Linked DNA regions of Mus musculus: region 2 is linked to region 1. The links are chromatin contacts, called in public Hi-C maps. All regions are on one chromosome and are shown on one strand. The core of a region is the stretch at or near the end of the contact, and the rest is flanking DNA. Distances in the headings are between cores, read along the strand shown.

The links. A called contact is a pair of places that touch in the nucleus more often than the background predicts.
Region 2: a Hi-C map of B cells shows a contact between it and region 1, with 7 read pairs. The contact joins the promoter of Pim3 here to the promoter of Mafa in region 1.

The regions. Positions count from the first base shown.
Region 1 is chr15:75,746,872-75,750,812 of GRCm38.p6, forward strand. It overlaps Mafa (v-maf musculoaponeurotic fibrosarcoma oncogene family, protein A (avian)), which reads right to left and starts at 1,450. Exons shown (of 1, transcript NM_194350.2): 1 at 1-1,450. The coding sequence starts at 1,051.
Region 2 is chr15:88,860,182-88,864,374 of GRCm38.p6, forward strand. Pim3 (proviral integration site 3) reads left to right here and starts at 2,013. Exons shown (of 6, transcript NM_145478.2): 1 at 2,013-2,571; 2 at 2,657-2,766; 3 at 2,860-2,910; 4 at 2,998-3,367; 5 at 4,135-4,193. The coding sequence starts at 2,487. It overlaps Gm33049, which reads left to right. Exons shown (of 3, transcript XM_006521646.3): 3 at 1,652-2,325. The coding sequence ends at 2,299.

The DNA.
Region 1 (3,941 bases), core at 200-2,699:
CCGCCCCGGGGCCAGCCTGCGCTGGCGAGGGCTCCCGAGGGAAGCCGGCCCCGCCCGCGCCCCCGGGGCCGCCCCGGCCCGCCAACTTCTCGTATTTCTCCTTGTACAGGTCCCGCTCCTTGGCCAGACGCCCCACCTCCAGCTTCAGCTGCTCCACCTGGCTCTGGAGCTGGCACTTCTCGCTCTCCAGAATGTGCCGCTGCTGCACCCGCTTGAAGCGGCACGACTGCGCGTAGCCGCGGTTCTTGAGCGTGCGCCGCTTCTGTTTCAGTCGGATGACCTCCTCCTTGCTGAAGCCGCGGAGCTGCCGGTTCAGCTCCCGCACGGACATGGATACCAGCTGGTCGTCGGAGAAGCGCTCCTCCAAGCGCACGTGGTGGCCTGCGCCGCCTCCGCCGTGACCCGCGCCTCCGCCGTGGTGGCCAGAGCCTCCGTGGTGGTGATGGTGGTGATGGTGATGGTGGGCAGAGTGATGATGGTGGGCAGTGTGGTGTGCGCCGTGGTGGTGGCCGGCACCCATGTCGTCCGCGCCGCCGCCGCCCGCGAAGCTCTGACCCCGGAAGGCCTCATAGGCCGCAGCAGCCGCCGGGTGATGCGCGCCGTGGTGCGCGCCGTGGTGGCCGCTGCCGATGAGCGCCTCCACCGCGTCCTCCGGCGTCAGGTTGAGCGCCTCGGGGTTCAGGTGGTGCTGGTACCCGCTCATCCAGTACAGATCCTCCAGCACCGCTTTTCCTGAGGCGCCCCCGACAGTGCCGGGGCCTCCACTCGGCGGCCCCGGGGCGCCCCCGGCCTGAGCCGCGCTGCCCCCGCCGCCCGCGCCGCCGCCTGTGCCCGGGCTGGGTGCGCAGAAGCTGGGCGAAGAGGGCACCGAGGAGCAGGGCGTGCTGAGGGGCGTCGAGGACAGCGAGCCGGGCGGCAGGCGGTGGCAGAAGCGCTCGGCCTCGGGCGGCTCCTTCTTCACCTCGAACTTCATCAGGTCGAAGTCGTTGACGTACTCGATGGCCAGTGGGCTGCTGGGCAGCTCTGCGCCCATCGCCAGCTCCGCGGCCATCGCCCGGGGCCCCAGCCCCGCCGCCGCGCCCGGCCGCGCCCCGACGGGCGGCGGGGGAGCGTGGGGGGAGCCGCGGGCCTCTCTCCCCCTAGCTCCCCCCCGGGCCGCGGTGGGCTCAGGCTCTGGTCGCGCCGCCGAAGGGCGCAGCAGCAAAAGTTTCCTGCTGTCAACTCTGGGCTGTGCTCAGGGGACGCCGCCGGCCAGGCCTCTCGGGTGGCCCCCCGGCCCGCTACGAGCGGGCGCAGGGCCCCCAATCCTGCCCTCCTCCTCCTTCTGTTCCTCCGCGGTCCTGGCCTGGAGGGTGCAGAGGCCGCGCCCCGGGCTCAGCCGCGCTCCGGGCTCTCCCGCCCGGCCCCGCCCCGCGCCCCACCCGCGCTGCCGGCCGGCCCCGCCTCCCTCGGCCCGGCGCAGAGCCGCACAAGCCTTTATAGAGACGCGCTTCTGGGCCCGCCTCCCCAGGTGGGGGCCGACGCCCCCGGGCCAATCGGAGCCCCAGACCTGCCGCCCTCATTTGCCTATCCCCATGGCAACCCGGAGCCCAGCTGTCAATCTCCTGCGGGAAACAGCTGTGGGAAGGGGTGGGGAAGGGCCGTCGGCAAGAGGAGTGGGCAGGGCCCCCTGGTGGCCGCCGCATGGGACTGCACAGCAGAGGGCGCGAGACCAAGTGGCAGATTCTGAGGTTCCAGGATCGTAAAGCCAGAGAGTGCAGGGAAGCTGAGGAGGCCCTCGTCCAGGGTACTCCTTCGGTGTCTCAGATCCATTAGGTGGTCTAGCTGGCTGTGTCCCGCACCAGGCCCAAGTGGCCTGGAGTCTCCAGAATGGGGACCTCTAACTATCCTGACACCGGTGACTCCCGAGCTGCCCGGGAGCGCCAGCTATTTTTATCCTGTGGTTGGGATGGGTTCAGGAATTCAGTCAACAAAGTTGCTGGCACCTCGGGCGGCGGGATGCACGGTGGAACCGCAGGCCTCTGAGCGTTGTGGTAGGTGGAGTGGGACAGACGCCTGTGGCCACCACGGGGCTAGAGGAGCAGGTCTCGGGTACTCCCTGCGTAGAGAACCCATTTCTCTGAATTGAATTCATGGGGCTGATGGGTCTGGACGCCTGCAGAAATGCCCACAAGGAATCTCAGACCCAGCTGCCCACCAGGGCGGTTTGGAGGAGCCTTGCTGGGTGGGGGCAAGTTGGAGTGACAAGTGGCAAGCAGATTGCCACCGTCACACTTGCTGAATGTCTCTACACACCTAGTAGGAGGCCGCTTCCGAGCAAAAGAAAGCCACAAGGACAACAGGGAGGGTGGGTGACAAGATGTGAGTTCTGTGACACCCTCCCCTCCCCTCCCTCCTCCAGAATTCCAGATCCCAACCGAAGATAGAAAGGGCGTGCATTCACGAACAACAGCTGGATGTGACCCAGAGTGCGGTTTTCTCCTCTCTGTTATCTATAATCTTATATGCCGTTGACTATTAAAAATAATAGACGGGCAATGGTGGTGCAGGCCTTTAGCCCCAGCTCTCCCAAGACAGGAAGATTTCTGGGAGTTCAAGGCCAGCCTGGTCTACAGAGCAAGTCCCAGGACAGCCAAGTCTGCACAGAGAAATCTTGCCTCGAAAAACTAAAAATCAATCAATCAGTCAATCAATCAATCAATCAATCAATCGATTCTTAAATATAAACCATTTGTGCACAAGGTGGAAAAAGTTTGAAAGGGTATTCACAGGATACCTATCCAGGATGTCATGGTGCCAAGGGCTTTGCCTACTCCCTCTACAGGTGCCTGCTATTTCACAGGGGATGCCTGGCAGCTAGGAGCAAATAGCTCCCAGCTCCTTCCCTCAGTGTCCAGACACTCCTCACCTTCATATTCATCTGTGCAGGCTTGGTCTTCAGAAACAAACAAACAAACAAAAAAAGCATGAGGAAACCCCTACAAAACTCTCCCCTCAGCCTGTTCCAAAGGAGACTTCGGGGAGCCATTGGAATGTCTATCTTTGGGACTCTACAGTGCTGAGGTGGTAGCCACAGCCATCAGTGTAATCATGCCCATTCTACGGATGAGGAAAGGAGGCCGTGAAAAGCAACTGGCCTTGTCCAAGGTAACCTATATCAGATCCACCTGTGGCCAAAGGGGAGCCTTTGAGTTAGAGCACGAGGTCTCACCAGGAGAGCCAGTGTTTCAGTTCTCTATGTCTCCTGTAGCCTGGCAAAGGCATTAGACTAGGACACTCAGCCTGAGCCCCAGAAGCTCTGGGACTTAAGGATGAGCTACATGTCTGGGCACAGCATCCCATGTGGCCTTGGGCTTACTAAAAAGGGTACAGAGTGAGATGATGAGATTGGGCAGTCTGCCTTCTCTGGACTCCACTCCTGGTGTGGGTGTGGTGGCATATACCTTTAATCCCAGTACTTGGGAAACAGGGGCATGCAGATTTCTGAGTTCAAGGCCAGCCTGATCTACAGAGCGAGCTCCAAGACAGCCAGGGCTACACAGAGAAACCCATCTCGAAGATAAAAAGAAAAGAAAAGATAAGAAAAGAAGAGAAGAGAAGAGAAGAGGAAAGGAAAGAAAAGAAAAGAAGAAAAGAAAACAAAAGAAGAAAAGAAAACAAAAGAAGAGAAGAGAAGAGAAGAGAAAAGAAAAGAAAAGAAAAGAAAAGAAAAGAAAAGAAAAGAAAGGCAGAAAAAGAAAAGATATTTTGATTCCCTCCCGGCGTATGCCATCACAAACTTAGCACCTCAAAAAGAACACGTTCCCTCAACTGTTTCAGGGTATCCGGTCAGGAACATAGGCAGGGCCCAACAGGGGCTTCTGGTGACATTTCCCAGGCTGCAGTGAGCTGTGGTTCATCTAGGACAGGGTATTTTTTAGACTCCAGGACAGTTGCCGACT
Region 2 (4,193 bases), core at 763-3,262, about 13 Mb after region 1:
TTTGGGGTCCTCAACACACACACGGGCCCACAGAGTAATTGATCTACCACACAATAAAGATAAACCCCCACCCCCAAGTCCTCTAGTACAATGAAGGGGTCTCAGCCTACCATGGAAGGGAGGAGAGAGGAGCTATGAGTGACAGCACCATAAGGTAAGTTAGTATGGGAAGATTCGAGGTGTCAGGAGCACCCCTCAGAAGTTTAGGGACCAAGGATAGGGGGGTCCTTTCTGGTCCTGGTCTCCCAAGGCCAACTACAAGAGGAACTAGCCAGGGTGAAGGCCAGGATGATCTGGAATGAACCCGCTTAGAAATTCACTTGGGAACCAGGTGGTGGTGGAACACATCTTTAATCCCAGCACTAAGGAGGGAAAGGCTGGTGGATCACTGAGTTCAAGGTCAGCCTGGTCTACAGAGCAAGTTCCAGGACAACACAAAGAAACCCTGTCTTAAAAAACAAACAAACAGGAGAGAAAAAAAAAAAGAAAAGAAAATCACTTGGGAGCCGGTTGGTGCTGGTACACACTTTTAATCCCAGAACTGGGGAGGCAGAGGCAGGAGGATCTCTATGGGTTTGAGGCCAGCCTGGTCACATGCTGGGTGAGGGTCTCTAGGGAGACACCAGGGAACCCCAGCCATTCTTCACCATTGAATTTACTACCCACCTAGACAGTTCTCAAGGATCCCTCCCTCCCTCTCCCGAAAGACTGGGGTCCAATACAACCAGATTGTCCTGGCCAGGAGGAGCACAGGCCCTGTTGGGTTCTTAGCTGGTCCTTTGAAAGCACCCACAGGCAGACAACCCCCGCCCCTCCCCCACACCTGAGCAGGTACCCTGTAAACCCTGCTGATAGCTGGTATGGAAAGCTTTGTTCTTGGCAGATGTGGTCAGCTCCTGGAAAGCATGTTAGGAGACAGCCAGACAGAGCTCCAAGAACCTGAGACCTATTCCGAGGGCCTGAGTGTGTCCAGACTGTTGAGGGTCTAGGCCACAAAGACAGAAAGGGGGTGAGGAAACCAGGTGGGCCCCAAATAGTGTCAAGGCAGTAGGCGCCTCAGAAAGGTTCCAGAGAGAGAAAGTGTGGATTGCGGTGTTAGTGGAGGAACATGGATAAGCCAGTGGGAAGCCAGGCTCCAGATCCCCCAAGTAGTAGCAGTTCAGGAACGACAGTTGAATCGTTTAGACATCAAACTGAAGTCCAGGGAGCAATGGCTCTCAACTCATTCTCACCCAGCTATGACAGATGACAACTCCAAGTCCTGGGTTGCTCTTGGGTCAGTGACTTAGCCAGGGGTCAACAACAGTTGAGTCTAATTTCACTGGTGTCTTAAGGTATAGGTAAAAAGGACACAGGGAGACTGCTGTAGGCTGTGTCTACTTGAGCTGCTCAGGACGGAACTATGGGCATAATAGTCATCAACAAAGGACCTTTGGTAGTTGTGAGCAGCTAAAGGGACACTTTGTCAGATGGCCTTAGAGCAGAGGGACAAGTTCCCAGGAGGGAGGATCTAGGGTTTAGGAGGCTCTCATAAGTACCCAGCTAGGAGCATGAGATCTGAGCCTAGCTGATGGGCGAACACTCAAGGTGTGCTCCAGGGAGCTGAGGCTGGGTTGAGAGGTCTGAGGGCAATGCTTTCTCTGTCGCCCAGCCACGTGCGCATCGTGGCGCGCGAGCAGCGGGTGACGCACACAGAGCTAGTGTCAGCGTAGGCCTCAGGGCCGCACGACTGTCCTCCCGGACTTCCGCTTCTCAGAGGGGGCCGACTCCTCGCACACCCCCAGCCACAAACGCCCACGAAGAACGAGGGAACAACACGCGTAACTCGCGGAGCCGGAGAGTGACCTTCCTCAGCGCGGCCTGGGGGGCGAGGCTCGGAAGGCCCCGCCCTACGCTGCCATTGGCTGAGTCCCCGTGTCCTTTCAAAACCTCGATTTTCATTGGCTTATGCGGCCCCGCCCGCGCTGCCGGAGACATAAGGGGGCCGCCGCCCGCGCGCGAGCTGCGCGTGCGCAGGGCGGGTGAGAGCGCCGTGAAAGCCGCGGAACGCCGTGCACCTCCGCGACTCTACTACGGCAAGCTAGTCCGGACGGGTCGTCGTCCCCGCGCGCCACCAGCCCTTGGTGAAACGACAGGGAGCGTCCGGCTTCCCCAGCACCGCCCTGCGAGACTCAAAACAGCCACACCGCAAAGCGAGCCTCGGGCGGAAGGAGGCGGAGCTTCAGGCGGCCCCGCCTCCGCGGAAGGATACACATCTCCGTGGTCCAAAACCCCGGGGCGAGGCGGCCGGGGCGTGTGAGCTGCTCGGCCAGCTGCCGTCTACGCGCTTTCGCGCGGCCACCGGGCAACTGCGCCGCGCGGCTGCCCCGCTGAGCGCTCGGCCTCGGGGCCGTGGGATCCGCCGCGCTGTCTGCGGTCAGGAAGACCGCCCTCCCGCGTCCTTGCCGGACGGGTCAGAGGCGGCACCGCACGCGAGGCCACCCGCGATGCTGCTGTCCAAGTTCGGCTCCCTGGCGCACCTCTGCGGGCCTGGCGGCGTGGACCACCTCCCAGTGAAGATCCTACAGCCAGGTATGTGTGGGGACCAGGGAGGGGGCCTGGGCGGGGGCCGGGGGGTGGCTTTGGGTCATCATCAACCCGATTGTTTGTCCCACAGCCAAGGCTGACAAGGAGAGCTTCGAGAAGGTGTACCAGGTGGGCGCCGTGCTGGGCAGCGGCGGCTTCGGCACGGTCTACGCGGGCAGCCGCATCGCCGACGGACTCCCGGTGAGTCGTGGCTCCGGGCGCACCCGCGTGGACGATCGCCACGCTCGGCCGCCCGTCTGACCGCTCGCGTGTCGCCCCCTCTTTTCCCCGCAGGTGGCTGTGAAGCACGTGGTGAAGGAGCGGGTGACCGAGTGGGGCAGTCTCGTAAGTATGCGGGTGCGGGGCGTGCGGGTGCGGGGCATGCGGGTGTGGGTTGCCTTGGCTTTGTCCGATGACCGCCTTGTCCCCCAGGGCGGAGTGGCCGTGCCCCTGGAGGTGGTGCTGCTGCGCAAGGTGGGCGCGGCGGGCGGCGCGCGCGGCGTCATCCGCTTGCTGGACTGGTTCGAGCGGCCCGACGGCTTCTTGTTGGTGCTGGAGCGACCCGAGCCGGCACAGGACCTCTTCGACTTCATCACTGAACGAGGCGCCCTGGACGAGCCGCTGGCGCGTCGCTTCTTCGCGCAGGTGCTTGCCGCTGTGCGGCACTGCCACAATTGTGGGGTCGTGCACCGCGACATCAAGGACGAGAACCTGCTGGTGGACCTGCGCTCGGGAGAGCTGAAGCTCATCGACTTCGGCTCGGGCGCGGTGCTCAAGGACACGGTCTACACTGACTTTGATGGTGAGCAGGTGGTGCGGCGTTCCGGCGACTGTTAGGCGGCCACGCGCCACGCCTGGCTTACGGGAGGGGTGGGGGGGACTGGGGACACCGGGGTAGCCCTCTGCGGTGTGAGGGCGCAGGGTCTGGGGACGGTGGGTGGCAGCCAGGGAGACCCGCGATACGCGCGTGACGCAGGGCCCCCGCCAGCCGCCTCGGCGCCGTGGCCCCTCCCTGTGCCGGGGAGGGCGCTCGCGGGCCTCCCTTGCGTGCGTGCGTGCGTGCGGAGCGCGGGGGCGCCGCAGTAGAAATCCCCGCATTGCGGAGCGCGGGGAAGCCGGGGCTCCCCCACTCCTCTCCTCCCTCCTCCCATCTCTCCCGCCCCTCCTCTTTCTAAGCTCCTCTCCTCCCCTTTCCGAGCCTTGCAGAGCTGAGCAAGGCGAGCCGGGGCGGGAGGAGCTAGAACACCAGGCCTGGTTCCCAGTGGCTTACGTTGTATCTGTTTGTTGTGAAACTGGAGCCGGAGCTCATGTGACGCGCTCCTGCCTTGGGGCCTGTTAGGGGTGGGCCTTCACCTCCCCTTCACTCCTGTTCCTCCCCTGCCCTCCATGTCCCTCCTTTCCTGAGTCCCGCCTGCAGCTGTGTTGGGGTTTTTCCAGGGTGATGACAAGCAAGATTCTCAGAGGCCCCATGGAGGCTGGCTGAGAGCTAATGAAGGCCCGTTGTTCAGTGTGTTCACCCCCCAGTGTGTATATATCCTGATGTGTACCTAATCCCGATTCTTCCCTCAGGCACCCGTGTGTACAGCCCCCCAGAGTGGATCCGATATCACCGATATCACGGGCGGTCT